Regions from separate parts of the Mus musculus genome. Here all the other regions are linked to region 4. Evidence: chromatin contacts called from public Hi-C and promoter capture Hi-C data. All regions are on one chromosome and are shown on one strand. Each heading gives the region's core, a stretch centred on a gene start, on an enhancer-like site or on the middle of the called end of the contact. The rest is flanking DNA. Distances are from core to core; before and after follow the strand shown.

Region 1 (2,700 bases), core at 41-2,540, 310 kb before region 4:
GTGTGCGTGCGTGCATGCGTGAGAGTGTGTGTGTGTGTGTGTGTGTGTGTGTGTGTGTGTGTTTAATGGCAATACTAAGAAATAGGAACATTTCCCCAGACAGACAGATGATAGATAATAGATAAATACATAGACAGACAGACAGATAATAGATAGGACTTATATATAAATAGATGATAGGTAAATAGATAGATGTGAGTCGTGAGGATCATGAACCCTTTGGGGGTCAAATGACCCTTTCACAGAATTCACCTCAGATCATTAGAAAGCACAGGTATTTATTTATATTACAATCTTTAACAGCAGCAAAATGACAGTTATGGAGTAGCAACAAAAATAATTTATGCTTGGGCGTCACCACAACCTGAGATACTGTGTCAAAGGGCTAGGAAGGTTGAGATAGATAGATGGATAGAACATGACTGACTGACTGACAGACAGACAGACAGACAGACAGACAGACAGACAGACAGACGTGTGTGTGTGTGTGTGTGTGTGTGTGTGTGTGTGTGTGTGTGTGTGTGTGTAAAGCTGTACACCAAAAGGCTGGGGCATAGATGTGTAGTAGAGAATATACAGAAGGTATGCAGGGCCCTGAGTTCTATCCCCAGGACCACAAAACAAAACAAAACTAAAAATAGCCTTACGCATTGTTCTTTGATGTTTCTTCAAAAGAACTTATTTAAGTACAGAAGTAAAAAGATGATAAAGACTTTCTCCTTTATAGCTCGCAAGACTACCCCTTGCCTGACACAGACGACAGACGACCTGGGTCCTGCTGCAAATTGGCTCATTCAGGCGGGTGTCCAAGGGAGCACAGACCCCCACACTCTCTCCAGGCTGGCCCTCCTCTTCCACCCTTCATGCCCTTGCTCCACCAAGACACTTGGGCCAAGTTTCTCACCAGCCCTTCAGGTTGCTCTCCATCCTCTGCAAACACACCTGACATCATCCTTCAAGTGAGAGAAGGAAACCCCAAACTCACACAGAACAGGACCCACCCCTGCACACTCACGTACACAGCAATAAATACAGACGTGTGCATAGTGCACACAGAATGGTGTGTGCCTGGCTTCCAGCACCCCTGCTCTCCCTGAGGAAGGGCCCTTACCATTCTGGACCACGCTGATGAGGGTGACAAGGGCCAGGAGCACAACGTTGCCCACAGCCTCTTGATCCATGCTTGCTTCAGGCCCGCCAGAGACAACCAGGCTGGTGCTAGCACCTCAGCCTTCCTGCGCAGAAAGGGGAAGTGCCAGGCTGTGCTCTGCCTTTTACCATCAGTTTCCAAAGGTCCCCAGCACAGCCACTCAGTGCTCCTGCTCCTCCCCTTGTCCCCCTCTTCTTCCTCCCCCTCCTTTTGTTCCTGCTCCTCCCCTCTTCCTGCTCCTCCCTTTCCCCTTGCTCCTTCCCTCTTCCTCTTGCACTACCCTCTCCCCTTGCTCCCCCTCCTTTTTTGCTCCTCTCCCTCCTCCACCTGCTCCTCCTCCTATTGCCCCTTCCCTCCTCCTCTTGCTCTACCTCCTCACTTTGCTCCTACTTCTCCTCTTGCTCCTTTTCCCTCCCCTTCTTCTTTCATCTCCCTTCCCCTTTCTTCTCTTTCTCTCCTTCCTTCCCTTACTCCTCCACCTCTTGCTCCTCCCATTCCTACCCTTGCTCCTCCTCCTTCTTCTGCCTTTAGTTTTCATTCTTCCTCTTCTAATTGTTATTCAACAAAGTTGCAGGACCTGTGGTTTTGAGTTACCTTCCAGGAGTCACAGAGTCAGAGGGAGAGGGAAGTGCAGCGTATTCTTTGATGTTGCTTACTATGGGCAGCCTCGCTAGGAGCATAAGCATGAAATCTGGACCCTGCACAGCACGAGGAGCCCGGAGCCACTACCACTTCTTACACTGGCAAAAATAAAGAAAAGGGAAAATGAGATTTAAAAAAAGAAGAAAAAGAAAAGGAAATAAAATGAATACAGCACCAAAAAGACGTGCGTCCTGAGTATGCCCTTGGTTCTTTGAATTCCTCCTGGTAAATAAATGTCATTTGACACATTGTACAGTGCAGAATAGCAGCCACATAGGCTGGGGTGAATGGATGGATGGGTGAATGGATAGATGGGTGAATGGGTGAATGGATGAATGGATGGATGGATGAATGGATGGATGGGTGATTAGATGGATGGGTGAATGGATGGATGGATGAGTGGATGGATGGGTGAGTGGATGGATAGGTGAGTGGATGGATGGGTGAAGGAAAGAAGGAGTGAATGAATGATAAGACAACCAGTGGCTCCTTTCCTGCAATAAAATAAAACTATGGGACTTGGGAGACAGCTTCATTGGAAAGTGTTTTCCATGCAAGCTTGAGGACCTGAGTTCAGTCCCCACATCACCTAAGAAGCCACGTGTGGTAGAATGTGTGTAACCCCAATATTACAGGAAGAGGGGCAGGAGCATCCTCAGGCTCACTGGCCAGCCACCCTAGCTTAATGGAGAGTCCCAGGCAGGGAAAGACCCTGCTTCAAGAGATAAAGTGGATGGCACTTGAGGAACTAGAACCAAGGTTTGCCTCTGCCCTCCACAGACACATACATGTGCATACACGCACGTGCACGCACAAAAAAAGTCAATAAAATAAATGTTAAACTTCAGCTAAAGATTAAAACTAAACCAAAGAATACATCAAAAGTCAGAAACAGGGAGGCTGGAGAG
Region 2 (2,787 bases), core at 48-2,547, 380 kb before region 4:
TATATATCTGTGTGCATGTCTGTGTGTGTATGTCTGAGTGTGTCTATGCATATGTGTGTCTATGCATGTGTCTGTCTGTGTTTCTGTGTGTGTATCTGTGTGTCTGGTGTGTGTGTGTGTGTGTGTGTGTGTGTGTGTGTGTGTGTGTGTGTTTATTCTTACCTGGGCACCCTGGGAAGGACAAGAGTGTGATCAGACCCTCCACAAAGCTATCAACAGCACACATTCCATTTCCTCAGGAAACAGAGGTTTCTAACACCCACCTCCCTCTTCTCAGCTGCCTGTTTGGCACTGTGAACATCTGACCCTGTCCAGCACCACGTGAGCAGAGTTCAGTGGATGCAAGTTATGGAGAAGCAATGGGTTCCCTTTATGGTGACTACATCCCATCCTCTATCAAATAAAACCAGGAGGGCTACTGGGGCCCCTGTAGAGACCTATACTCTTCAAGATCCTTATGATAGAATCTAGGATATTGTTTATGCCACATTACTAGAACCAAAGTCAAATCTTGGCTCTGTAGCCTTGCTGTTAACTTGTATGTATATGTATATGTATATGATGTATATGTATATGTATATGTATATGATGTATATGTATATCATGTATATGTATGTGTATGTATATATGTGTATATGTGTATATGTGTATACGTGTATACGTGTATATGTGTATATGTGTATATGTGTATATGTGTATATATGTATATATATACTAGAGCCAATATATACTAGAACATATATACATATATATATATATACACACACACATATGTGCATTGCTGCTCACCTTCTCAGAGACATAGATGTCCTTATCTAACAAATAATAATGGTGATGGAAATATTTTCATGGCAACCTTAATAAGATAACAAGAGCTTGTAGGTAGTGACTATATGGAACTGAACTGGGTGACCCCTCCCATACCCCACCCTCCCACCTACCCTCCCCTCAACCCCAAGAGTTCATGTTGTGGTGAATGTGGGTATGCACCCAAACTCATGGGGAAACCGTATGCAGGTACTGTTCAAACTTCTCAGGTTTGGCCAGGGATCTGACACTTCTGATTCCATCCAAGTCTGAACGAAGATCATTACTGTTATGTTTTTTTTTTTTTTTAAAGCAACGGGCTGGCTAGTCTGTCAAGGATATGTCCCATCAAGACATATGTTCCTGCAGGCTAGTTGCAGAGGATGCCAGAGCCTCCCTGCTTCTCAGGTTTTCTTCCCTGCCCTGCCACACCAGGGTGGCTCTGAGCAAGGTAAATATTTAATCAAGCATCTTGCATAACTATCACCGATTCAACTGTTCTGGGAGCCGTGGAGCAACAAGCTGGCACCTGCTTAAGTGGTCCGGCTCCTGGAGGCACTGTTGTTGCCAGCATGGGGAGTCTGTTGGCCACCAGTGGCTGATAGGTAGCAGAACTCTCTGGTCTGTTAATTGTCTTGGAAGCAAACCCGGGAGTAGAGAGAAAGAGAAAGGGCCTGTAATTAAAGCTTCCCTTGGGCAGAATTTTCTAGCAAGGGCAGTTGGCAACAAGCTCTCTGAGCTGGGCCTGGGGCTTTACAGATTCTGGCGACAGCCAGAGAAGAGGCTATTGTTGTCGCTCAGAAAGGGAGTCTCAGAGCAGTTAAGTGATTCACTCCAATTCCACAGCCACTTGGTGTCAGAACCAAGGGATGCAATCAGAGTCGGGAAATGCATCTGCCTTCTGACAAAGGCAAGCGGGACCACTCTCAGGTAACCCCGGAGCCCTGACAGCAGCCTTGCTCAGTACTGAGCTCAGGACACAAGGCTACAGGCATGAGCCGCTGGAGCAGGCTGGCACTGCAGAGATGCTTCATATGCTCGGCCTCATTCTGGTGCTTTGCAGTGGGAGTTTCTTCCTGTCTCATTTCAAGCTGTGTATTTATTAAGACCCAAGGGTCAGGCCTGGTAGCATATCCCTGTAATCCCAGCCCTTGGGAGGCGGAAGCAGGAGGATCACAAGTTCGAGGCCAGCTGAGCCTATGTCACAAGTTCTAGGTCAGCCAGATCTACCTATTGAGAGCCTGTCTCTAAAACCAACAGAAGGAGCAAGAACCAAGAGGCAGACGAAAACAGAGCAGTGTAGGGTGAGGGGCTCTGCTGCCTCTGAAGAGAGAAAACTTTGCCTTCCCATGATCCTACCCAGCTGGCCATCTTCCTCTGTTCTCTGACCTTGACCAGCTCCGAGCTCAGCACAGCCAACCTTTCCACCCTGTGTGCCCTGGGGTATCCTGATCCCTTGCAAGCCCTTCAACCATGTTTCCATCTAACAGTTCCCATCAAAGGTGAAGTGACCTGTTCAGAGGCTTTCCAGTTCCGGCCCCTCTCTTCTCTCCACACCTCCTGACAAGGCTGCATGTTTACATGTAAGGGCTTCTGTGACCCTCAGGCCCTCGAAGAGGTTCAGCTCTACTTTTCTAGGATGCACCCATGATGCACACAGAGGGCACACTCCCAAAGCCAGTCGGATAGCTGAGGGACCAGAGAGAGCCTGGAAGCGTTGTACACCAATTCCACAGTCTGTGAGTTCTGCATGTTTAATCCCATCCTTTGCAATCAAACCTCCTCTGTGGCAGGGTTTCCTCTGATGGCAGTAGGAAAGGCTGCCTTGTAGAGCACTCCTTAGGAACAACCAAGCCCTCAGGGACTCCAGTGTTCACCAGCTCTTGAGAAAATGGCAATCAGGACCAGAATTGAGAACTGTCCCCAAGTCTCCAGGAAGGTTGCTCTAACGAACAATTGAGACAATTCATCTCACTTTTA
Region 3 (3,013 bases), core at 447-2,946, 410 kb before region 4:
TTGAACTCAGGACCTTTGGAAGAGCAGTCAGTGCTCTTAACCACTGAGCCATCTCTCCAGCCCTGTGTGACAACTTTTAAAGAGTTCTTATTTCATGCATTTTTGTAAAATTGACTCATTACCATAATACTGGCTTTGTTTTGTACTTGTGCTTGTGGAAAGGTTAAGACTTTCTCAATAAATGAGGACGCATTCTTCTTGTGCATCCATACTTGTGAAAGACAGAATATTCAGAGCTATTGGCACCCTAGTTGGCAGCATATACAATGGTTGACCTTCACAGTTTTTGATCCATTACATCAAAAGACGTGGGTGTCTTTTGCAGTATTGCTGATGACCATTTGCAATGTTGGGTACACAGAATTGTCAGCTCCAGAAATATGTATTTAAGCTTTTCATATGTTTTGACAGATCTCTTTATGAACACGATTTATCTATTCACAACTGTGTATGTATCGTGTAACTGTCATTGTAGACCTGAGTGCTTGAGCTTGTGAACACGTTATGATTGCCTGTTTGATTGTGGGAAGATGCCAATAACTGTTCTACCACTTTTCCGTGTGTCCTCGAATGGATTTCCTTTTAAAAGATAAATAAATGTCTCTTAACTATGCTTGACTTTTTTCCAGATATTGTATTTTTGGAATCCTGTGGCGCACACATGCGTGTGTGTGTGTGTGTGTGTGTGTGTGTGTGTTTGTGTGTGTGTGTACAAGTACGTGAGCAGAGATCAGGGGACATCCTCCATCTTGCCTGAGAGGGGATTTCTTACTCTTCCAGCACAGTCTATGCAAGCTATGTAAGCCGCAGATCCGTATTGTTTCTGTGGCCTCTGTTTCTCTTACCCAGGAGCACAGGAATCACTGATGTGCAGCCTTGCACGTGTGCTGAGGATCCAGTCAGATCCTCATGACTGCACGAAAATGCTTTCCTCCTGAGCCAGCTTCCCCAGTCCTGTCTACTTGTTCATCTGCCTGTCTGTTCGTCTGTCTGTTTGCTTTTGAGAGGCCTTGTCCTAACACTATTCAAGAACGAAATTAACACTAATGTTTTGATGAGTGCTATTAATCAGAAATCCTTACCATTGTGTCTTTTTTTCTTTTAAAATTTATTTAGATTTATTTATTTTATCTGCTGTATGAGTGTTGTCTGTGTACTTCAGTGCCATAAAGCGTAGTGGGGATTGAAGCCGGGTCCTCCACAAGAACAAGTGCTTCTAACCACTGAGCCATCTCTTCAGTCCCTTGATGACTACTTCTTGGGCGTGTGTACTGTCAACCACTCTTCTAGAAGCAGAAGACAGACCAGTGAGCAAAACGGTGAGATTATGTGATCTTTGAAGGTTTCCTTCCTAGCTACAAAAGGCAAAGGCAGAGGGGGGGGAGGGGCAGGGGGAGAGGGAGAGACTCTGCATGATGCTGTAGCAACATGTGTCCTGTGGCTAAGACAAAAAAGGAGACCCGAATGTTGCTGGGGTCAAAGGTACAATTTTAAAAAGAAGTCTGGTGACCTTTTGCTAAAAGGGTGGCAGGCACTGGCGTCCATACCTTGAAGGAATGAGCTGAATCTATAGAAGAAGAATGTTTGAGACACAGTGAGACGCAGGACACAAAAGACTGGTACGGTAGAGCTTACCTAATGTGTGGAAGCACGGAGAGACCACAGTAGGTGAGCTCAGCAAGGAGGAAGGGGAGGGCCCAGGCAGAGGGGAGGGACCAGGCAGGGGGAGGGGCCAGGCAGAGGGGAGGGGCCAGGCAGAGGGGCGGGGCCAGGCAGAGGCGAGCTAAAGATTTGGAGAGGGCTAGGATACTAGACCATCAGCATCAATATCATCTGAGAGCTTGAGAAAACCGCAAAACTCAGGCCTCCCTCGGAGCCGAGTCAGATGATCTCAAAGCCTGTGCAGCGCTGATGAGCCTGAGCGACCCACAGTTATGTCTTCTCTATTTACCCGAGCAATGGTGTCGGATGCCAGTGGAGGAGAGGAGCAGGATCTGAGACCCTGGCTGCTGTGAGAAGTGAAGAACAGCAAGTCCCCTTTCCTTTTCCAGATCTGCCTGTGTCCCCCCAGCAGGCACCAACCAGTGCAGCATCAGGACTGTAGAGCTGGGGAGGTTCCCACTACCAGTAAAATCGCGTTCTCCCCAGCATCCTCCCCACCATCCTCCTCAGCATCCTCCCCACCATCCTCCCCACCATCCTCCCCAGCGTCCTCCTCATCTTCCTCCTCAGCATCCTCCCCACAGTCTTCCCCACCATCCTCCTCAGTTTCCTCCCCAGGGTCCTCCTCAGCTTCCTCTCCAGAGTCCTCCTCAACATCCCCCTCAGCGTCCTTCTCAGCGTCCTCCCCACCGTCCTCGCTACTCACTGGCAGCTCTGAGGCTGAGCATCAGCCCTCACGGGGCTTGCCTTCTTAAAATCATGTGGCTCTCAGAAATGTGAGCAAGGCTTGACCAAGCACAGGTAAAGTTAACACGGGTTTGACAGCGCCATGCCAGGAAGGCAGGAGCTGAGCCTGGCTGTTCTGCCGCTACAGTGAAGAGCGACTGACCGCAATCCCTGCTGACCAAGGTTGGTTACACTGTTCAGCAAGGGAGATCCCAGGCAAGAAGCCTGCAGGGCAGAACTCTCTGCTGCGGCTTTGTACTCACCATGCTTTGCTGTCGCTCCCTCCAACACATGCCCACAGGAATGGCGGCGGGGAAGCTCCAGATACAAGGCTAGACACCGACTGTCCCTCCTGCTTCAAAATGAAATCCTGGGGAAGACAGCCACCAATGCAAATGCCAGTCCCCACCCAGGAAAATCACCCATGCATTGTCAAGCAACATAGAATTCTGGTCACTGGGTCTTGGCATAGGAGTATTCTTTTTGTTTTTCCTTTTTCTTTTCTTTTGTTTTTTTAACAAATCATCATTAATTTGATGGAAACATAAGAAATGCTAAGAGGTTCTGAGACATCTTGTCTTCTGAGACGTCTGTGACCAGCTCAGATACTGCCAGGCATCAGGAG
Region 4 (2,765 bases), core at 119-2,618:
TTTGTAGCTGCCTTCCCACTCCAATGGCAGTTGTGGGTGGCTGCGGTAGACACTAGGTGGTTTAGAGAATCAAAAAAAAAAAAAAAAAAAAATTCCCATGAGTCCCTTCGCCCCTTCGCCTGTTTCAGAATTCAGTCTTTCTGGGCTTCTCCTCTATGTTTTCACCATGGTGCTGGTAGTGGCTGTCCTGAGGAGCCCTGTAGGCCTCAGTCTGGAGATGGGAGGGCTATCTCTTTCCTCAGAGGGCTGGTCAGATCCATGGTGGTCGGGCTGTTTCACCTAAGGCTGCAGATGGAAGACAAGAACAATCACAGAATCTGGAGAGGAGAAAGGTGTCAATTGGGGGTGGTCGAGGGAGGATGTTGCCAGACCACACACATCCCAATGTGGCCAGGGCATTTAAATCTCCTTGACAATTCTTGCCTAAACTAAACAGTGGGCCAACTGGGGAACAAGTGACCAAGCCAAGATTGTACGAGTGCACGTGTATGTGTGTATGTGTGTGTGTGCACGCATGTGTGTGTGTAAATAACACAATTCAGGGACATGAAAGGAGAGAGGACTTGAGGGGAGTAGGGGACCAGGAAAAGGCCAGTAAGCAGGGTCAGATGGGGCAGAGTAGTGAGAAGGAAGACAAAGTATAATTAATTACACAAAATTACCAAAAATGCCACAATGTAACGCATTAAACTGACTCTCAAAGTAATTGAGGGGAAAAAAATGCATTTACAAAATAAAGTTTCATGGCATAAAATTGTTACAGGAATTTTTTTAGGGTCAAAACCTGGGCCCTGGAGACCCCAGTGATCTTGGAAGGCATCTTTCTTCCTTGGCGTGGTGTTCATCAGGAAGCTTTTTATTGACGGTCTTATCTCCTCCTGGTCCTTGGGCTCCTTGCTCTGTTCCACAGCCAACTCCTCAGTCCACACAGTAAGAGGAAATAAGGAAAGAGAACTCCCTGAAACAGAAAGACAAAACGGGGCCTAGAAATCTACAGACCGGACTGGCCGGCATCGGGACACATGGCCTCTCTTAGCTACAATGGTCATGTGCGAGCAGGAGCGTCGCCCCTGCTGAATGAAACCGGTGTTCTGATAGAAAGCAAGAACGGAGGGATCAGTACCAGCCTATATTGGATCCCTGATCTTGCCAAACTTGAGAGTTATGGAGGAAAGAGCCCACGCCATTGAGTCCTCCTCTGTCCCTGGTGAAGGCGAGAAAAAGCAAACCTTTTCTGAGTCGTGACAGCTGGGGGATGTCCCGTGGCTCCCCTCTTCTTTTTGGCCAGAGAATGTAACTGGTCGTCCCACAGGGTAGCATGTAACCGAGAGGAAATAAACGTCGTGGCTGTGGAATGTGTGGTCTATTGCTCACTGAGGAGGGTGGCGGGGCTTTTTACAACAGGAAGCCCAGGATGGATGGCGAATCGTAAGGAAGTAATCAGTGTGGTATTTCACTTCAGTTGGAGGGAGTCCGTTCGCTGCCTCTTAGCCTGGTTGCTTGAGGAGTCGATTTTCCCCAACCACTTACAGCTGTCGTGTTTTGTAGTGATTTCTATGTGTTATGTTTGGGGTTCTCAACTTAGAACAAGGCTCGCTTCTTCTTCAATTTGTTGCTTTCTTTAGTACTTCCAACAGTTCAGCCAGCCAAGAAACTGTGTGATGGGCCTGAAGCTACGGGGAGGCAGCACCCTACCATGGGGCAAGCCCTGCCTGCGGGGGAACCATTTAGATTGAACTAAAAAGAAACAGTGGCGAATGGTGGGGCTCAGGAGTGATCTGCCACAGCCACCTGGAGAACAAAACTAGGAAACATTGTATATGTTTTTAAAAAGTTACTTATTATTTTGTCTCTGTAGTCATGAGGATCAAACACGTTTGATCTACAGTTTATCTATCCCCCAGATCCTGAGCCAGTGTTTTTGTATCTTGGGTCGGTTGACTTGCGCTCACGTCAGTCAAATGCGACGACTGTAACTTTACAAGCAGAATTGCATTTCATAAAAAGCTCAGCCTTGGGGCTGGAGAAATGGCTCAGTGGTTAGGAGCACTTCCTGCTCTTGTAGAGGCCCCAAGTTTGGTTCCCAGCACTCGCATGGTGGCTCACAGCCACCTGTAACCGCCACTCTCGGGCCTCTGTGGATTAGAATACAAGATTTTTCTCCTTTGTAGTTTTTATAATTCTTATAGTCTACAGGCATGACGTGTGTCTTGAGTAACGGGCATGCGCATTCCTGCATATGTGTGTGTTTGTACAGGGTCTCCTTGTGTATCTCAGGCTGCCCTCAACTTTGAAATCTTCCTGCCTCAGTCTCCTGGGTACCGAATTTGCTAGCATGCCAAGCTTGGTTTGCATTTTTGTCCAGTGTTTCTTCAGGTCTATGTCCAGTCTCTCAAGCAAAATATAAACTGCTTTAGGTGCGGGAAGATGCTGTGGAATAATATTTGGATTCTAGGGTTGGACATTTTTTAAAAATGGATATCTTGAATGTTTAACTAAGAACCTGTCTTTCCACATAAATATATTTGCAAATCTGAAAACAGTCTTTTATTAGACCAAACATATACTTTAAAAAAAAAACCCTTTCCTTTAACATGTTATTTTTATAGGTGCTAAAAGAAACAGCGCGGTGGTAAGGAGAGCAGACACTTGCTGACTTCCAGCTGTGGAGGGGACACCTCTGATTGCTTTCATTCTAACAGCTCGGAGAGGCTGGGGTTACTGTCTCACTCATCCTACATCTCAGGAAACCAAGGCATGGGGCT
Region 5 (2,983 bases), core at 330-2,829, 440 kb before region 4:
AGGAAGTCAGGACAGGAACTCAAGCAGGGCAGGAACCTGGAGGCAGGAGATGATGCAGAGGCCATGGAAGGGTGCTGCTTACTGGCTTGCTCCCCATGGCTTGCTTGGCCTGCTTTCTTATAGAACCCAGGACCACCAGCCCAGGGATGGCACCACCCACAATGGACTGGGCCCTCCCCCATCAATCACTAATTAAGAAAATGCCCCACAGGCCTACCTACAACCTAATCTTACAGAGAGATGTTCTCAACTGAAGCACCTTCCTCTTAGAAGACTGTAGCTTGGGTCAAGTTGGCCTAAAAGTACCCATACAGGGCTGCATTTTAAAGTTTGGTCAAAGGTTTCTGAACTGCAGCTTAAGGTGACATGGAAGTCACTTTGTGATAAGTTACAGAGCCTTTGCCTGTCACCAACAGCCAGCCAGTCGAACAGCTCAAATAAGACAGACACAAGCAGTGACTGTCAGATTGTCTCTATGTCAAGTCCGATTTCTTTATCTTACTTCCTTTTCTCTGGCTATAAATACAATCTGCCCTCTTGGTCAGCAGCCTGAAGCTAGAGCCACAAGAGACACCAGTCAAGATCTTCAAGAGTAGATTTGTTGTATTCTCTTCCATATTATTCCACCAACATCTTCTACCCCTAACCCTGCCTGGGTTTCATTGTTTTCATTATATGTATATGAGTGTTTGCCTGCATGTATGTATGTGCACTGCATACTTGCAGTGTCCATGGAAAGCCAGAAGAGGGCGCTAGATCTCTTGGCATGGGAGTCACTGATGGTTTTGAACACCCACATAAGTGCCGGGAACCAAACCTGGCTTGTCTGCCAGAGCTGTCAGTGCTCTTAGCCACTGAGCCATCTGCCCAGCGCCCTGTATTTTCTCTTTTGACATCCCCAGGTGGATGACATCTGTTGCAGAAGAGAAAACACAGCCAAGATTAGAAAAGAGACCGCACTCAGAGCATAGTTTCCCATTAGTGGGCAATTTAAGGCTCTTAACATTCTCTTGCAGGGCCTCAGATGTCTGGGTAGAAAAATCAAATCCATAATTGTTACAAAATCTTACTTTTTTGTTATCTGATACAATTGACACGGCCCTTTCATGTCGACATTATCCAATTTAACACAATAATACAGAGTAATGCATTTGGGAAGAATAAAATGCTTAACACATGTGGGGAATTCTCTCCCGTCTTGGAAGAGTGCTCTGGGTGGTTCGCTATTGTTTAGTTAAGACAGCTCCGACGTGGCTCCTTATCTTGTGTGGACTGAAAGGCGATCAGTCATTCCTGTCAGAATGTGAGGTAAGGCAAGTGCCACTTCAAAGGGCCCACTTACCCAGTGGAAAGAGTTGAGCAGAAACAGAAAGCTGAATATAATTTCCTCCCTGCGCGGCCAATCCATATGGCCCCAAGCAAGAATTTCAGACCCATCTGTGGGGAGAGAGAGACAGGAATAAGAAAGTTAACTTTTCTCGCTGTGGTGTTTGACAGCCATTTCCTAAACAGCCTATGGAAACGACCTGGCCCTCTAAAGATAAACGGGCTGAGAGGAAGTTGCTTTCCTCCCTGTGAGGCAGGATTGCTCAGTTATGAGTCAATGTCTTTTTATCCAAAAAGAAGGTTCCAGCAACACAAGATGATTATATATGGACATTAAGCCGGGGTAGTTTCTGTGCTGCCTCCCTCCCCAAACCCCATCCCGGACACACTCTCAAGTATTTCAAGTACAAACTGTACAACTAGAAGATGCAATCAAATGATTTTACCACCCCCAACCCCCGACACACACAGAGCTGGCCAGGCAGCAACCACAGATCCAGGCTCCTCCGCAGACAGGAAAGCCGTAAAGACAACAGCAATCGAACACACAATCGAAATACAAACGAATGCCACCCACCCCACCCCCACTCTCCCCACTGCCTGGTGAGTACCCCCACCTCTCTCCCTGCATCTCCTCCTCCCAGAGTTTAGTCTAACTCCCAGGAAGGGGCCACATTCTCTTAGCTTGCCCTGCTGAGATGAACAAGCCGCAAATCCACACACAAGCATGATCTACGTGTAGCCCACCAAAGACACCCAAACATAATCCTGTGAGTCAAATAATGTCAAATATAAATTTTCTTTTAAAACCAGAGGGGATCCACAGGTGTAATCTACTTAAAGAAAGCATTGTCTGGTGTGTATTTCCAGTCCACCCCACAGCTGCTCATCCCACAATGCACCCTAAACTTGTTCAAACACCCAGTTCCCAACCTCTCTCTGCCTGTACCTCATCCTATGCAGTTTTTATTACAGAGCTGTGGCTGGACAAGGGTTAAAAGTTTCTTCACAGGGCTGGAGAGATGGCTCAGAGGTTAAGAGCACTGACTGTTCTTCCAGAGGTCCTGAGTTCAATTCCCAACAACCACATGGTGGCTCACAACCATCTGTAATGGGATCCTATGCCCTCTTCTTCTGTGTCTGAAGACAGAGACAGTGTGCTCATGTATGCATAAAATAAATAATTTTTTTAAAAGTTTCTTCATGTTTGGGGGAGAAATTAAGGCACACTGGGCTTGACCGTGGTAGAATAGGCTTCTGGGTGGAGGGTGGGGCAGTCATAAGGCATGAGGGGAAAGGATTAAAGGAACTTTGAGTTTCTTCCATTCTGGCTAGGGAATCTGGCCCTCAACTCCTGTCTCCTCTAATCCATCAACCCAGGAACAGTGACCGACCTCATCAAAGCCTGAGTGCTCACTGAGATTTCTGGGTGAGGTGGTGGCAGCACAGAGGAAAGCTTTAAAACACTTAGGGGATGTCGGGAACTGGAGAGATGGCTCAGCGGTTAAGATGGCCTGGGTTCAGATCCTAGCACCCACATGGTGGCTCATAACCATCTGTAATTCCAATCCCTGGGGACCTGGCACCTCTTCTCTTGTCCTTGGATACTAGGCAGATACCGGTACACAGATAGATGCAGACAAAACACCCACACACA
Region 6 (2,700 bases), core at 74-2,573, 280 kb before region 4:
ATAGATGGGAGTATTGGTAACATATAAGTGCACTTAATTCCGTTTGAACCGTAAGCTTTAAAGGGGTTAAAATGGAGCTGGAGCGATGGATAGGTGGTTGAGAGCTCCTCTCTTGCACAGGACCCGCGCTCAGTTCCCAGCACCCGCCTTGAGAGCCTCACAATCGCCTCCAACGCAGGCTCCAGGAGAATGCGACGCCCCGTTTGACCCCGAGGGCGCTGAACTCAGGATACACGCCAACACCCAGATACATGATTAAAATAAGTCTTTGAAATATGGCTCAATTTATACCAAGAGAGTAGCAATAGCTAAGTAGGAAGAGCCAAAGAGAGGAGGAGCAAGAGAAAGGGGGGAGGGCGGGAACGGGGACAGTATTTGGGATGTAAATATATGAAATAATTAATTTTTTTTAAAAGGAGGAAGGGTATGGAAGCTTGAAGAGCGGGACCTGAGGTCTGTGAAGTTGCCCCCTCCTCCCCTCCCGGTCTTTGGGGTGATGGGGGAAGGAGAGGTCTGACAGGGGCTCTGGCAGGTTTATCAAAGAATTATCCTTTCTCCCCCTCCCTTCTCTCTTCCTCCTTCCCTTCCCTTCTGCCCCTCCCTCTCTCTCCCTCCCCCTCCCCCTCTCTCCCTCCCCCTCCCCCTCCTCTGAGTGGGCACAATGCTACCTACCCCAACCCTCCCAAGGCAACCCCAAGTCAGTGAGTTAAATTCAGAAGTCAGGGGAAGGCCTAGACGTCACTGGCTATTTTAAAAGAGCGTTTTAATCGCCATAAATCCGATTCTGCAGTCCCCCTAAGCCATGAGTGCTCGAAGGAGGCTCCAGTCCGCTAAAGGGGTGTGAATTTATTCCCAGGAGGTGACGGGGGAGGGGCGGCGCGGTAGGTTTTTAAACGTATAAAGTATAAAATTCCCATGGCCCACACAGAGATCCACAGTTTATCAACCTCGATAAGCGGGAGGCGACGAGAACACTCAAAGGGGAGGGGCGGTAACAACCTTGAACAAGGGCAGGGCGCCCTGGCTCGGAGCCCACGCAGATTCCCGGAGCCTCACCCGGCGCCGCCCTGCTCTGCGGAGGATTTGCTGGGCTCGGCGGCTCCGCCCCTCCCCGCCCTCGCGCAGTCTCAGCCCGCAGGGCTCAGCAGGGCCTGGCGCCTCCCGGGAGTCCGAGGCGGCGACGCCCATGCTGGCCGCGGCAATGTGTACAAAGCGCACGGCCGCTCAGGCAGCTGTGTCTCTGTGGCGCAATCGGTTAGCGCGTTCGGCTGTTAACCGAAAGGTTGGTGGTTCGAGCCCACCCAGGGACGGCAGCGTTCCTTTTAGCAAAAAACATTTTTAGAAATGTTTTCTGCCATCCTGGGACGCCCAATCTGTTTGATAGCTTTCTAGGGCTCAAGCTACAAGCGGGCCTGCTGCTTCCACTAATTTTCAAGAGGGTACATGTAAGTCTGCTTTTTGAGTTTGGTCCAATTCTGCTCAGGAACAGCTAGGTGTTTTTTGCACTGGAAACCGGCAACCGGGACCACCCAGAAACAGCACCATTTGTGTGGCTCAGAAAAAAAAAATAATAATAACAAAAAATAAAAAATAAAAACAACAGCAACAACAACAAAAAAAAAAAAAACAAAAAACGACCCGCGGACCCTACTAATACAGTCTACTTCCAAATGGATGAGCAACAGATAACATTGTGGGCAGAGAGTTTGGGGACAGCAGGCCACGCTGACTTTAGCTAAGTGGCTCCCAGACTTGGGCAATGGGTTTGAATCTAACTACATTATATTTAATCTTAGACTGCTGTCAATTTCCCCCATCACATTTAACTTTATCAGAAATTGTATAAGTTCGTGTTTAAAAGTTTTAAAAGAGAGCCAGGAGTGGCGGTGATGCCTTTAATCCCAGAACCCAGAAGGCAGTAAGGCAAATAAATCATGGTGAATTCCAGGACAGCCAGGGGTACATAGAGAATTCTTGTCACAGAGGACGTTTTATGTTTTTTTCACAAAAGACTTTCCATAAAGACAGGAAGTTGTGACGTGAGGGTTTTGTGTCTGGGATCTACACCCACTCCTATAGAATACAGAGAACGGGAGTCTACAGAGTGGTTCACAACCTGTGGGTCACGACCCCACTAGGATCGTATATTAGGAATTCTGCATTAAAGATATTAATAATGATTCATAACAGGAGCAAAATGACAACTATGAATGAAATAATTTCATGGTTGGTGGTCCCCATGAAGAACTGTATTAAAGGGTCACAGCATTAGGAAGAGTGAGACCCACTGTCCTATGTTGACGTAAACACTCCCGAGCTACACTGCAAGAGCTCTCACTGCTAGCCACATCTGGCTTCTGAGTACTTGAAATGTGACTAGGACAACTGAGGGATGAGTGTCAGAGTAACGCCAGGCCCTTGATTAACATGGGGTGGAGACGGTACTGTGCGTGCATCTAGCCCCGAGCTCTATCCTAGCACTAAACAGAAACAGCAGGAACAGGGCCTTACTGGCCTAGAACTCATGGCCCGGCTGCCTCAGCCTTCTGAGTGCTGGGATTATAGGTGTGCGCTGCCGTGACCAAGAAAGACTGGATGTCAGTGAATTTAGTCAAATGCAGTTTTAGTTTTTAAATATAATGTCTAATTTTATTGCATTTTTATTGACACATATGTATGTACATGCAACCACATGCATGT
Region 7 (2,949 bases), core at 246-2,745, 450 kb after region 4:
TGTCCCCTGTTATCTCCATGTTCTGAAATTCTATTCACCACCCTTTTTACCTCACTCAGGACCAATCAGCTTAAAGGTTAGCTGATGATACTTTGTCTAGTTAGACAGAAATATTGTACTGCATCACTGCTTGCCTTTGAACTTTTGAACCTGGTTCTTCCTATAAAAAGCCAGCCCTGAGAGCAAACTAATACCGCAATTAGGCTACCGAGACCTTTTTTTTTTTTTTTTTTTTCCTGGTCTGGAATGTTCAGTATTAGGGTGTGAGTTCAATAAACTATTCTCTTTTTTAAAAGATTTATTTATTATATTTATATGCGTACACTGTAGCTGTTTTCAGACACACCAGAAGAGGGTATCAGATTCTATTACAGATGGTTCTGAGCCACCATGTGGTTGCTGGGATTTGAACTCAGGACCTCTGGAAGAGCAGGCAGTGCTTTTAACCACTGAACCATTATTTGGGGGGAAAACTGGTTAAAAAATTACTGCTAGCATTAATATATACAAAACATTAATAATCATTTTTTACACTGTGGTCTTTCTTGTCATTTTCATGGTTTTATTGATGGTGGTGGTTTGGGCTGAGACTGGGCCTGTTACTGAGACTGCCTAGAACTGCTAGTTATCCTCCTGCTTCAGCCCTCTGAGTACTAGGATTACTAATGTGACCCACCGTGCATGGCTATTGGTCTGCTTAAAATGACGATTCCGCCCTCTGTCGGTAAGGTTGCTCTGACATGCTCTTCCCATATGTCTGCATCAGCTCCTCCCTGATGCCTTCTGATCACATGGACAGCTTGTGACGGGGTAACGGCCTCAGTAGCCCTTCCCTTCAGTGATTTGTAGACATTACTTTGTTGTTTAAGGGCTTTGATTGTTGTTTGATTTTTGGTTTGGGTTTTTTAAGACAGGGTTCCTCAGTGTAGCCCTGGCTGCCCTGGAACTCACTCTGTCAACCATGCTGGCCTCGAACTCAGATCCACTTACCTCTGCTAACTGAGTGCTGGGATTAAAGGTATGCAGCATCACACCCAGCTATCAGCTTTGATATTGTAAAAGAACACAAGCTAGTCTGAGTTGTTTCTGTTGCAATTGATTTTTTTTTGTTCCTGGATACCTGGACATTTCCTAGTTTGTCTTGGCATAGAAACTTCAGCACCAAAATTCCCAAGAACACAAGGTATACCTTCAGTCTATGGGTTGAATTCTATCTGGAAGATTTGTGCACACACACACATGCACACGCCTTCCCGTCCTCCTCCTCTCTTCTTCTATTGCCCAGGTAGCCAGGTAGACATTCCTGGGCTAAAGCAAACCCCACACCCGACCCCATCTCGGAGTTCCTAGAGCCGTAAGAGCAGAGAGCCCACCAGGCCAGACTTTGGTACTCCCCTTGTGGAAGTCCCGTGACCCCTCGCCAGCCCTCTGCGTCAACGCCCCGCCCCTTTCTTCTTGGGCTTTCCTCAGTGCCTGTCTAGTCTCTCCTCTGCGTGTGTGAACAGTCCCATGGTCTTCATTTGCACTTCCTCTCACTTCCGTACTGCTTTCTTTTGTCAGCACTTGGGTTCTCAGCTGACGTCTAGGGCTTTGATCTTTTTTTTTTTTTTTTCCAACTTTACATGCTTGCTTCCTGATTACAGTAGTCTAGAGTTTGAGGAAATGGCATGGGCGTGGGTGGGGGAGGGGTGGCTGAAACCTGCTGGTGTGACCCTGGACCCTGTTGCCTAGCTGGAGAAATGTTGCTAATGTCCCCGCGTGGGCTTGCCCTCAGCCTTCAGCTGATCTCCTACACTCGTTTCTGGTAGGATGCCCCTTCAAGCTTCCCTTTCTATCATCTTCCCGATCCTCTACTCCCCCACCTGCTCAGATCTCATATCGCCCCTTGACTCCTAGGAAGTCTTCTTTGAGAAGTCCTTTTATTTATCTCTCATTTTGCTTGTCAGGATGAAGGGGAAGAGCCTGCTGATACTCACAGTCCACGCAATCCCTTGCTTCTCTAATGATTTTGATGGCAATAGATTAATTATACAAAACAGTAGGTTTCATTGTGAGCTGTCTCATTCAAAGCACGTACAGATAATGTCCTTTGATCATATTCTTCAACCCTTCCCCCTTTCTAAAAAATCTCCCTTTTACTTCTATGTCTCCTGGGGAACCAAGAAAGGCCTGAGTGACCATGTAAGGGGCAGATAAGCCCTGAGGGATGGGTATCATTGACCAGGGCGAGTGCCTCAGATCTATGGAAACTGGCAAAGTCTTTCTTTAGGGTAGACATTAAGAGTATGCAAAAAAATAAAAAAGAACAAAACAAAAATACTAACAGCTGTAGGGATCTGTTCCCAGATTGTTGCAACCTGAGAGAGCTGACCTACAGAGCCCTCCTACCAAAACAGTTAGCTCCTCTCCTACAGAGCCCGCCCACCAAAACAGCTAGCTCCTCCCTCTACAGAGCCCTCCCACCAAAACAGCTAGCTCCTCCCCCTGTGCGGTACAAAATACGTGCGAAGGTTCCAGGCTGTTGGTGCTGCTCCAGGAGAGGAATCAAGCTCACCCGATCCCAGCTTTTCTCTATGTGTGTCTGTGTGTCTGTCCTCTGGGATCAAGTCCATAGACATGTCTTTTACTGGTTTTGACCTCTAGAGTTTGCCTGTAAGAGAAAACACACATTTGTCTTTCTGAGTTTGGCCTGCTTTACTCAATGTTCAATGCAATGACTTCCATTTTCCAGTAATGTTACTGTTCCAGATGGCTGAATAAAAATTCTATTGAATAAATACACTACATTTCCCTTACCGATTCATCTGAGCATGTAGACCAGTTCTGTCTCTTGACTACCAATGTGGATGTTCAAGCCCCTCTGGCATGTTGGCAGATGTCTGGCTGACTCCTAGGACAGGTGCTCCCACTGTGACCACCATGCTAATTTCCACAGTGCCCCATCTGGCT

What was found. Promoter capture Hi-C pulls out the DNA fragments that hold promoters and counts their contacts. A called contact is a pair of places that touch in the nucleus more often than the background predicts.
Region 1: a promoter capture Hi-C map of the HPC-7 cell line shows a contact between it and region 4. The contact joins the promoter of Alox5ap here to the promoter of 8430423G03Rik in region 4. A contact is called at or near these places in 17 of 39 promoter capture datasets (the C10 cell line, the HPC-7 cell line, HPC-7-derived erythroid cells and 9 more), 1 of 15 datasets of contacts at CTCF or cohesin (large pre-B cells), 5 of 484 Hi-C or Micro-C datasets (CD8 T cells, the G1E-ER4 cell line, female germline stem cells and 2 more), 7 of 115 datasets of contacts at active chromatin or transcription factors (CD8 T cells, the SCID.adh cell line, acute myeloid leukemia and 4 more) and 3 of 9 other capture datasets (adipose tissue, embryonic stem cells and pancreatic islet).
Region 2: a contact with region 4 is called in a promoter capture Hi-C map of liver, with 5 times the contacts expected there. The contact joins the enhancer-like site here to the promoter of 8430423G03Rik in region 4. A contact is called at or near these places in 20 of 39 promoter capture datasets (the 3T3-L1 cell line, 3T3-L1-derived adipocytes, the C10 cell line and 14 more), 3 of 15 datasets of contacts at CTCF or cohesin (the NIH/3T3 cell line, large pre-B cells and pro-B cells), 18 of 484 Hi-C or Micro-C datasets (CD4 T cells, the G1E-ER4 cell line, Th2 cells and 10 more) and 15 of 115 datasets of contacts at active chromatin or transcription factors (the NIH/3T3 cell line, the SCID.adh cell line, T-cell acute lymphoblastic leukemia and 12 more).
Region 3: a contact with region 4 is called in a Hi-C map of double positive thymocytes, with 1.8 times the contacts expected there. The contact joins the enhancer-like site here to the promoter of 8430423G03Rik in region 4. A contact is called at or near these places in 16 of 39 promoter capture datasets (the 3T3-L1 cell line, 3T3-L1-derived adipocytes, the HPC-7 cell line and 13 more), 2 of 484 Hi-C or Micro-C datasets (bone marrow-derived macrophages and double positive thymocytes) and 12 of 115 datasets of contacts at active chromatin or transcription factors (acute myeloid leukemia, bone marrow-derived macrophages, craniofacial prominence and 9 more).
Region 5: a contact with region 4 is called in a promoter capture Hi-C map of the HPC-7 cell line. The contact joins the enhancer-like site here to the promoter of 8430423G03Rik in region 4. A contact is called at or near these places in 18 of 39 promoter capture datasets (the 3T3-L1 cell line, 3T3-L1-derived adipocytes, the HPC-7 cell line and 13 more), 1 of 484 Hi-C or Micro-C datasets (bone marrow-derived macrophages) and 8 of 115 datasets of contacts at active chromatin or transcription factors (DN3 thymocytes, acute myeloid leukemia, craniofacial prominence and 5 more).
Region 6: a contact with region 4 is called in a promoter capture Hi-C map of liver, with 5 times the contacts expected there. The contact joins the promoter of 2310047D07Rik here to the promoter of 8430423G03Rik in region 4. A contact is called at or near these places in 14 of 39 promoter capture datasets (the 3T3-L1 cell line, the C10 cell line, the HPC-7 cell line and 8 more), 3 of 484 Hi-C or Micro-C datasets (bone marrow-derived macrophages and embryonic stem cells) and 8 of 115 datasets of contacts at active chromatin or transcription factors (the SCID.adh cell line, astrocytes, bone marrow-derived macrophages and 5 more).
Region 7: a promoter capture Hi-C map of embryonic stem cells shows a contact between it and region 4, with 2.5 times the contacts expected there. The contact joins the enhancer-like site here to the promoter of 8430423G03Rik in region 4. A contact is called at or near these places in 3 of 39 promoter capture datasets (embryonic stem cells, pre-B cells and trophoblast stem cells) and 3 of 115 datasets of contacts at active chromatin or transcription factors (effector CD8 T cells, memory CD8 T cells and pancreatic cancer cells).

Annotation. Positions count from the first base shown.
Region 1 is chr5:149,263,594-149,266,293 of GRCm38.p6, reverse strand. Alox5ap (arachidonate 5-lipoxygenase activating protein) reads right to left here and starts at 1,290. Exons shown (of 5, transcript NM_009663.2): 1 at 1,112-1,290. The coding sequence starts at 1,181.
Region 2 is chr5:149,328,296-149,331,082 of GRCm38.p6, reverse strand. No RefSeq gene overlaps it. Among named protein-coding and RNA genes, the nearest start is that of Gm35620, 7.1 kb to the right of the region's middle. Within about 2 kb of position 1,297, at least 49 of the 459 cell types and tissues checked have an H3K27ac peak or open chromatin away from gene starts, as enhancers often do. A contact at or near this core is called in cerebral cortex, cortical neurons, embryonic forebrain and 2 more, where this site is marked.
Region 3 is chr5:149,362,949-149,365,961 of GRCm38.p6, reverse strand. Gm38753 (a long non-coding RNA gene) reads left to right here. Exons shown (of 3, transcript XR_868733.3): 2 at 1,117-1,319. Among named protein-coding and RNA genes, the nearest start is that of Gm38753, 3.1 kb to the left of the region's middle. Within about 2 kb of position 1,696, at least 11 of the 459 cell types and tissues checked have an H3K27ac peak or open chromatin away from gene starts, as enhancers often do. A contact at or near this core is called in double positive thymocytes, where this site is marked.
Region 4 is chr5:148,948,853-148,951,617 of GRCm38.p6, reverse strand. It overlaps 8430423G03Rik (RIKEN cDNA 8430423G03 gene), which reads right to left and starts at 1,368. Exons shown (of 3, transcript NR_040686.1): 1 at 1,230-1,368; 2 at 785-958; 3 at 1-285. It overlaps LOC108169085 (a long non-coding RNA gene), which reads left to right. Exons shown (of 2, transcript XR_001785025.1): 2 at 2,610-2,765.
Region 5 is chr5:149,390,562-149,393,544 of GRCm38.p6, reverse strand. It overlaps a transcript of Medag not described here. Among named protein-coding and RNA genes, the nearest start is that of Medag, 20 kb to the left of the region's middle. Within about 2 kb of position 1,579, at least 81 of the 459 cell types and tissues checked have an H3K27ac peak or open chromatin away from gene starts, as enhancers often do. A contact at or near this core is called in DN3 thymocytes, the HPC-7 cell line, craniofacial prominence and 3 more, where this site is marked.
Region 6 is chr5:149,227,611-149,230,310 of GRCm38.p6, reverse strand. It overlaps 2310047D07Rik (a long non-coding RNA gene), which reads right to left and starts at 1,323. Exons shown (of 2, transcript XR_003956021.1): 1 at 1,000-1,323. n-TNgtt14 (a tRNA gene) reads left to right here and starts at 1,237; the gene lies at 1,237-1,310.
Region 7 is chr5:148,493,982-148,496,930 of GRCm38.p6, reverse strand. No RefSeq gene overlaps it. Among named protein-coding and RNA genes, the nearest start is that of Ubl3, 57 kb to the left of the region's middle. Within about 2 kb of position 1,495, at least 136 of the 459 cell types and tissues checked have an H3K27ac peak or open chromatin away from gene starts, as enhancers often do. A contact at or near this core is called in effector CD8 T cells, embryonic stem cells, memory CD8 T cells and 1 more, where this site is marked.